2 separate regions of the Mus musculus genome follow, and region 2 is linked to region 1. The links are chromatin contacts, called in public HiChIP or PLAC-seq maps. All regions are on one chromosome and are shown on one strand. Each heading gives the region's core, a stretch centred on a gene start, on an enhancer-like site or on the middle of the called end of the contact. The rest is flanking DNA. Distances are from core to core; before and after follow the strand shown.

What was found. HiChIP or PLAC-seq counts read pairs in DNA pulled down with a chosen protein or histone mark.
Region 2: an H3K27ac HiChIP or PLAC-seq map of extraembryonic endoderm stem cells shows a contact between it and region 1. The contact joins the promoter of Tead4 here to the enhancer-like site in region 1. A contact is called at or near these places in 22 of 39 promoter capture datasets (the 3T3-L1 cell line, 3T3-L1-derived adipocytes, the C10 cell line and 12 more), 7 of 15 datasets of contacts at CTCF or cohesin (the NIH/3T3 cell line, embryonic stem cells, liver and 1 more), 151 of 484 Hi-C or Micro-C datasets (the 4T1 cell line, the 63-12 cell line, the AML12 cell line and 70 more), 36 of 115 datasets of contacts at active chromatin or transcription factors (the NIH/3T3 cell line, Th17 cells, astrocytes and 19 more) and 4 of 9 other capture datasets (adipose tissue, embryonic stem cells, embryonic tail and 1 more).

The regions. Positions count from the first base shown.
Region 1 is chr6:128,222,633-128,226,551 of GRCm38.p6, reverse strand. No RefSeq gene overlaps it. Among named protein-coding and RNA genes, the nearest start is that of 9330102E08Rik, 41 kb to the right of the region's middle. Within about 2 kb of position 1,336, at least 31 of the 459 cell types and tissues checked have an H3K27ac peak or open chromatin away from gene starts, as enhancers often do. A contact at or near this core is called in the AML12 cell line, extraembryonic endoderm stem cells, pancreatic cancer cells and 1 more, where this site is marked.
Region 2 is chr6:128,298,678-128,302,399 of GRCm38.p6, reverse strand. It overlaps Tead4 (TEA domain family member 4), which reads left to right and starts at 1,587. Exons shown (of 12, transcript NM_011567.2): 1 at 1,587-2,105.

The DNA of each region.
Region 1 (3,919 bases), core at 87-2,586:
AGGAGCAGAGCTCCTGCAAGCCCCAGCCTCAGACATTTCAGACTTCGATGTATGTAGTCAGCCTTTTTGGAACATGAAGGGTATAACCTTTTCCTATTGGAAGCAGGTCCGTTCAGATGTTCGGTCCCAGTGTGGGTCCTAAGTTTTTCCTGTGTTAACTGACCTCAGTGGCCTAATGGAAAGTCACCATATAAGACTGTCTTACTGCCTCTCCATTCAAGTTAACATGGCACTTGACTTAGGGAACCTCACTTATCCTGCCAAGCTGGTACTGTGCTGAAACCATTTGTCTTTTTTAGGTGAGATCTTCCTCTCTTGCCTGGGCTATTGATTCCAGTGATCCTCCTGCCTCAGCTTCCTGGGACTACAGGTGTTCCTCACTGTGCCCTGCTTTCCTATTTTAAAGACTGAAAAAACAAGGCCCAGAGAGCTTTGGGAAGTTGCTTAGGTTGTTGGTTGTATTTTTTTCATTTGTTTTGTGAGTGGTTGTTTGACTTCTGAGGTGTGGCAGACTCTGGGAATGCGTCCATGATCAGAATAGACAGGGTGGCTAGGAGTTTACTTTGGACTGAGGGGAGGGCAGTGACTGGAAACCAGTTAAGGAGACTTGTAGGTAGTGGGAAGTGCTGGGTGTGTGTGTGTGTGTGTGTGTGTGTGTGTGTGTGTGTGTGTGTGTGTGTACCCAAGGTCAGCTTCACTTTAAGGGAGGCTGTTGAGGTCTGACCTCTGCACTGACCACTGTAGAGAAGACAAGTGGATCGGAAGGAACATTCCGAGGGAGAATGGAGAGGCCTGGAGACAGGGAGGGGATGGGTGTGCCCCAGGGGTGTGCTGACTGACAGAGGTTGGACATACTGCCAGCGAACAGGCCAGGTAGGAAGGCAGGCAGCTCAGTCCTGTGGCCCCTGTGTTCCCTGTGTGGATGTGCACTTTGGAATGCTCTCAGGATGGTGGCAAGGCCTGGAGGTGTAGCAAGGGAACACATTCCTTTGATGCTATATTTAGAAATGAGCTCTAGAGCATTTGGTTTGTACAGAGGAGCAGGTGGAACTGTTGCTCCTGAGCCCATCTAGCCTGCTCCCCTGGGTGTCTGGGGCTGGAAACTTTTCTGGGTCTGCATCGCTTGGCAGCCAGGCTAAAGGCAAAAGAGAGTGAACCAGGCATGACCAGTGTCATTGGGTCTGTGAGATGACCAAGAGTCCCCAGAGTCCTGGGGATAGAGAGCCCTCCATCTTGGGAGTGGAAACCTTATGGTGTGTTATCTAGTTAGCAGGAAATGTTAGAGACAGGTGAAAATGTAGGGACAGGTGAAAGGTCTGTTGCCTCACAGGGTCTGACACTGATGGAGCAGATTGTGTCAACAATGTGTCACAGGAATGGAAAGAATGTGCCCTGAGTCCACCTCCCCACCCCACCCCACCCCAAAAAAACCCCATAAAACCAAAAATCAAATAAATGAATAAACACACACACACACACACACACACACACACACACACACACACAGAGAGAGAGAGAGAGAGAGAGAGAGAGAGAGAGAGAGAGAGAGCTTGTCTATGTATATGTGTAAGTGGCTGTGTCCTAGTCCTCTTCCATAGGCCTTGTGTCCCTAGTCTATGCACACTCAGTCTTTCCCAGGCTGGGGGTTGAGTCAGATGGCAGAGGTTGGAGGACTGAGGGAAGGCAGTGACTGTGGGCCAGTATAACACCTCTCTGGCCACCAGGCCAGAACAGTGGGAGCTGCCTCCAGGGTTGCTACCCAGGGGCCACCTGGGTCTGACCCCTGCTGAAAACCTGCTAGAGCTATGGTTGCAGGGTTCGGTGGCACCTTGGACAACCTATCTAACAGATCAGAAGGAAAACTACCTTTCCCCCCAAAGACTTGACTGTGTAGAATGTAGCTAACTAATATGCCCAGCCAGGCACCTGGCTGCACAGCTATAATTCCCTCTGCCCCCCAACTCCCAGGAGAAGAACGAGATCATCATGGACTACACAGTGAAGCCTAATCTCTGAAATAAATTTCTTTAAAAAGTGTCTGGAACTTGGCTTTTGTACATACACTTAGTGAATTAGAAAGGGCACAGGTATGTGTGTGCCTTCCTAGAGAGCCAGAGCCCAGGCCACGGGAATGGTGGCTTTTATTATTATTTTTTTTTTACACTCACAGATGTCTAATATTCAATTTTAAGGTTTTTGTAATTTTTTTTCTATGTAAGCCCCCTTCATCTCTTCAAATCCTCAGTAAAGTCTGCTACAAACACAGATATCTGCGCTCGTGTGATTTCTTTGTACAGAAATGGAGTTCTGTGCCTGTTACGGAGCACCCAGACCAGGAGTGCCCATAGGGCAGGTGCACACTGGAGCACACAGACCAGCGGTGCGCACAGGGCAGGTGAGCACTGGGACAGGGCCTGCTGAGCAGAGCCTATGGGAACAGGACCCGAACTCAGTGCTGAAGGAGTTAGAATACTCTTGAAAAGGGCGTCCTAGGAGGCTGGCTGTGGTTCCACAGCACTACTGGGCATCTTACTCAGCTCAACTGCTCTACTGTTCTAAATTGAACTGGTTTGGGGTTCACAGAGGTCTGATGCAGAAGCCCCGCCTGTACCTGCTGCATCTCCCACTCCCGGTCCTGAGCAGGGTTTGGGGAGGCCTTGCCTGGATGACTGCGCCTGCCCTCAGTGGACACCTTCCTCCCTGTACCAGACTCTGGAAGGACAGCAGATTCTTATTTGGGTTGGGAGTTGGGGACATGACTGAGAGGAGAGTTGGGGCTGAGAAGAGAAGCTGTGGTCAGCCCTGTGCTGAGACGTGGTGTGTATAGGGAAGGAAGAGTTGGAGAAGCAGGAGTGTGATTTGCTGTCAGAGGTAACGGAAAGGTTTTGGGGCTAGGGGAGGTCAGCTGCTGCTCTTCACAGGGAGATGAGGATGACCATGGAGAAGTGACCACTTACAACAGAGACCCCTGTCTCCTTTTCAAATAAAAAGGACCAGATCCCTGTGTTTGGATAGACACTCAGAATAACACCATATTTTCCAGCTTTCACACTGCAGTCCAATGTGGTTATGTTTGGCCAGTGGAGGTAAGCAGATTTCCAGAAGGGAAAAAAATTCTAGGGAATTGTATGGAGTATGATGTAATGGCTGGATGTAGTATAACTATGTAGCAGTGTAGCTACATTGGACTCTGAGATGACCTTAACTGGCAACCACCCAGGACAAAGCAGAAAGACCATAGTGTTACACTGCTCTAATAGATTTCATGTGAAATATATTTTTTTCATGTTTAAGTCATTTCAATATGGAATGACACAATACTGTTTTTGGAATTAGCAGCCAAGCTTAATTCTGTCACATGACAGCATTCAATCTGGTAACAAATTTGGAGGCAACATAGTTAAGGCAAAAGGAGATGATACTGATGATACTGATGATGGCAAGGATGATGACAAGTACGATACCTACCTATACCTTTTGAGACAAAACTTGCCATCCTGTCTCAGCCTTCCAAAGGCTTCAATTACAGGCATTCGCCGCCACGCTCTGCTCGTCCTTGCACTTTACAGTTTACAAAGCCCTTCTAAAACATTTTCTAGCTTGATGTCCACAGCTGCACGGTGTTCTTGCAGACATTCTTTTTATGGATGAGGAGGCTGGAAGATCAGTGACTAACCATGGCCTCACTGTGTAATGTCCCTACAGGCCTGTGTGCTTAAACACTTGGTCTCCAGCTGATGGTGCTGTTCTGGAAGGTTGCAGAGCCTTGCTGACAGTAGTATCCTAAAGCCAAGGCTCAAAAGTTACAGGCCAGCACAGTTCTCTGTGTCCTGATCTACCTAGAGGTGACTGAGCTGTGCCACCAGCCCCATCGCTCTTGGAGTGAGCAGTTCCTGTTACCATATCTCCCATAATACCC
Region 2 (3,722 bases), core at 338-2,837, 76 kb before region 1:
TCAAGAAAGTGAGTCCTGAGTCTGCGTGGCCTTGATGACGGCCACATCTTCAGTATAGCTTGTATGAGCCTCACAGTCTGGGGCTCACCTCTCTTAGTCTTTGGTTCATGCTGGTTTTCAGGTCCTGCTGTCGTTTCACATGTGGACCCCCACTGGTGTGTAGCACCTACTAGCTCTTATTTTCACACCAAACCTTCCTGAAACAGCGGTTGGTGAACTCAGGTTTCCATCAAGAGCTGGATCAAGGTCACCCCGCAGACCTGGTAGCAGAGACCTGTAATGGAATTCCAGCTATTCCTAAGGCTGAGGCCAGAGCAGCTGAGAGAGTTCAAGGTCAGCCTGATTAACTCAGTAGACTCAGTCTCAGAAACCAAAAGGAATCAAGGCTGGGGCCATAGCACACTGGTAGAGCATTGCCTAGCACACACAGGGAGTAGACATTAAACTGGGGAAAGTCACCCCAGTGCCTTGAATTAATTCTGTTGGTTTTGTTCTCAAATTCATGTGGATTTGCAATAATGAACTACTGTCTGGCTTCGACAGTGAACCTCTTGAAGGCAGGGGTCTGTTTCTGCACTGAGCTTGGTACCAGGTTCAATGAAGGAGTGTCCAATTAAGTGGTGGGACAGTCTGTACTTCACGCTCACAGATACGCTTGCTGCCTTGCAATGTTCTTTTCATGTGAATGGGATGTGACCAGGCTTTGTTATGACTCACCATTTAATAAGCTCACCAGAAGTTATACATCCAAATGAGGGCTGCATCCTTCAAAGTCCTCGCTTTGCGAGGCTGGATAGATACTCAGTCCCGTGGTGATGCTGGCATTTCCGTGGACTCTTTAGATCGCCTCTCTCGGTCACAACCCTGACATTTATAATACTTTCTTTCAGCGTCTCCCCGTGCTACCCTACCCTCATGTAGTATGTGTATCTCCATCTTGCGTTGTTAGCGTTGAGCAAACGATAAGATAATTCTGGAGATTTACTGCTGGCCCGAGTTTGTTTCACCAGCTCTGGCTGGGAGAGCCACACCAATAAAAGCTTAATGCTAGTGCTTCAGAGATTGTTTGATTTTGGGGAATAGTGAAGGCTTTTCTTTGATTTTAAGTTTCTCAAAGTGACAAGGTGAATGCGGGAGCTAGGTAGTAACTGATTTAAGCCAAATGGTTCTAAAGACTCGCAGCCCGAGCTCACGTGTTTCTCCTAAATTGATCTGGCACCCTTCTTTAAAACTCAGACTTCTAACTTCATGGCGACTCTGTCCTGTACCTTGGGTAACCAGCTAAGTTCCAGCTCTCTATGAACCACTGCTGGGACCTAATCTTTATTATTTCTCCCAGCATCCGGTAGACCCATGACTGGTCTCTCCTTTCCTGCTCTTTGAGAAGTGACAGTTCTGCAGATCCCAAGGGACAAGGAAAGAACTGAAAGACTGATGTTGGGGAGGGCTGGCGAGGGAAAGCGGTGGCGGATCTGGGAGCAGAGCCGGGAGTTCCTGCTTCCTGCTCCCGGAGCGAGTGTCCTCCGTAGCAGCCTCGGGGAAGGGAACAGCCCTTCCTGCTCCTGTCCGCGTACTCCAGGAGCGCAGCGAGGCGCGCCCCACCCCGGCGGAGGGGACGGTTTTCGGCTGGAGGTGGTGGAGAGACAGTTAGGACTCAACGCAACCCGGGGGTGTGGGGAGCTGGATGAGAGCGGGAAATCGGTAGATCAGAGTCAAGGGGTGTGGGTGCGAGCGGCGAGAGGCGCCGAGGGGTCCGCGGGGTTCCCGGGTGTCTCCGCCGTGTCCTGTCCCGTGGCCGCCCGCGGTTCCCGGGCTCCGCCCAGCCGTGGAGCCCAGCCTCTCTCTGGCCCGGTCTCCTCCCAAAGGTGCGGGTGGCAGCGCCACTCCCTCCGCTCCCTCCCCAGCCGCGCGCGTCTCATTCCAGCGCCCATTCCGTGCATTCCTGCCGGGCTCCTCTGCAAACTCCAGTCCCGGGGGTGGGGACCGGCCTCAGCTACGCGCTCGGGGCCCCGCAGCGGTCGCCGCGGCTGGAAGACTTGGCGCCCCGCGTGGACCTGCCGCAGCCGGCCGAGCTCTCCCACCCCGCCTCCCGAACCCTGGGACCGGTAAGGCTGCTGAGTTCGGAGGACACCCGCGTCCCGCGTGGTCCCGGGCAACACTAGGGGGCCAGTGGGGCACGTGCGGGCGGTGGAGTCTAGGGGCTGGACAGAGCAGGGTCGCTCGGCTGAAGTTGAGACTAACGAGCCTCAGCCAGGCCCTTTTCTACTTTTCTGCCTGGAGAAGAGAGCCCATAAGGGAGGTGTATTGCCTGGACCTTGTGCAGAGGTCCCCAGGGTTTGAGACGCCGTTGCTCCCCACGGTGAGAAGTGATGGGAGTGATGGACCGGAGTTCCCAAACTCCAAGGCACTATACTCTAGCAGGCAGCCCAGGGGCGCGCGCCGCGGTGCACACACGTGTCAGGGGGCTCCAGGCACACCCACACTCCGTCCGATTCAGTGAGTGAGTTCAAAGATAGGTATTACTGCGCCAGCATCCTTAAGTTTTGGGTGTTCCCGAGGAAGAGATATCTGTGCGCAGTGACTCACCTTGCTTCCAGGAGGAGGATTTGTTTGTGCTAAACGCGACCCTGTGTGCATCGCTACTTGAAGAAGGTGCTTGTCTGAAATCCCGAGTGTCGGAGTGGGCGTGGGTGTGCGATGCCTCCTCTCCAGGACTCTCCTCTCCAAGTCCTCGCTCTGAGGATGTTGGTTCTGGCTCTGACTTCTTCCTGAAGAACCGCGGCAGGGGACAATGTCTCCAAGTTCTTTGTGTTCAGGGAGAATTTGACAGTAGTAGTTGGAGGTGCCCCTCTTGCCATCCCTGCTGGGTTGAGCATTGCTGGCAGGAAGCTGCCTACACCTGCCCCCTTCCAGGCAGCTGTCTCTGTGAGGGAGTGTGGATCCTGTTCTGGCAAAATCCTTAGGGAACTGCTGGTAGGCTAAGCAAAGCTGAGATCTTTGTTTGCCCTTAGGGGCTAGGATGGTCATGTTTATGGGGGTGGACCCCCTAAAAGGAGAAGAGCTTGTTAGGTTGTTTCCTTTTGAGACAGAAGTTTCCTGCAGTTTAGGCTGGCATGATACGTCCACCTTAGTAAGAGGTGGCTTTCATTCTCCTGCCACTTTTTTTTTTTTTCCTGAGACAGAAGCAAAAGACCAAGGAGGCCTTGAACTCACAGCAGTCTCACCTCAGCCTTCTAAGTGCTGGGATGACAGGTCGGATTTACCAGGCTTAGTTGACCACTTTGGATACTATTTGTTGAGTGGTTGGTAGTGTTTCTAAGTTGTCTTCAAGGACAGGGGAGTCAGTGCTACCTGTGGGAACCTTGAAGCAATGAGGGGGAGACAATCTCTCATTCCTCAATAGCCAGGGTCTTGCTCTGGAACCCAGACTGGGTCCAAACTGGATGATCCTCTGCCTCAGTTTCCCCCTCGTTCTTCACAGTTAGCTAGGCTACCTTGTTTCTGTGGGGAAACGTGAGTGGTCCCTATAGGGAATGCTTTAGTGACAGCTGGGAAGGGGAGGCAGCCTCGGACTTGGTAGCTGAGGCCAGGATATTGACAGGAGAGTGGTGTGAGAGTCACAGACAGACTTGGCACCAGTGTTCTCGCTCATTAGCACAACTCCTAGGTGATGGCTAGGGTTTCTTGGAAGGAAGGAAGGAACAGAGAACCCTGTCAGGAGC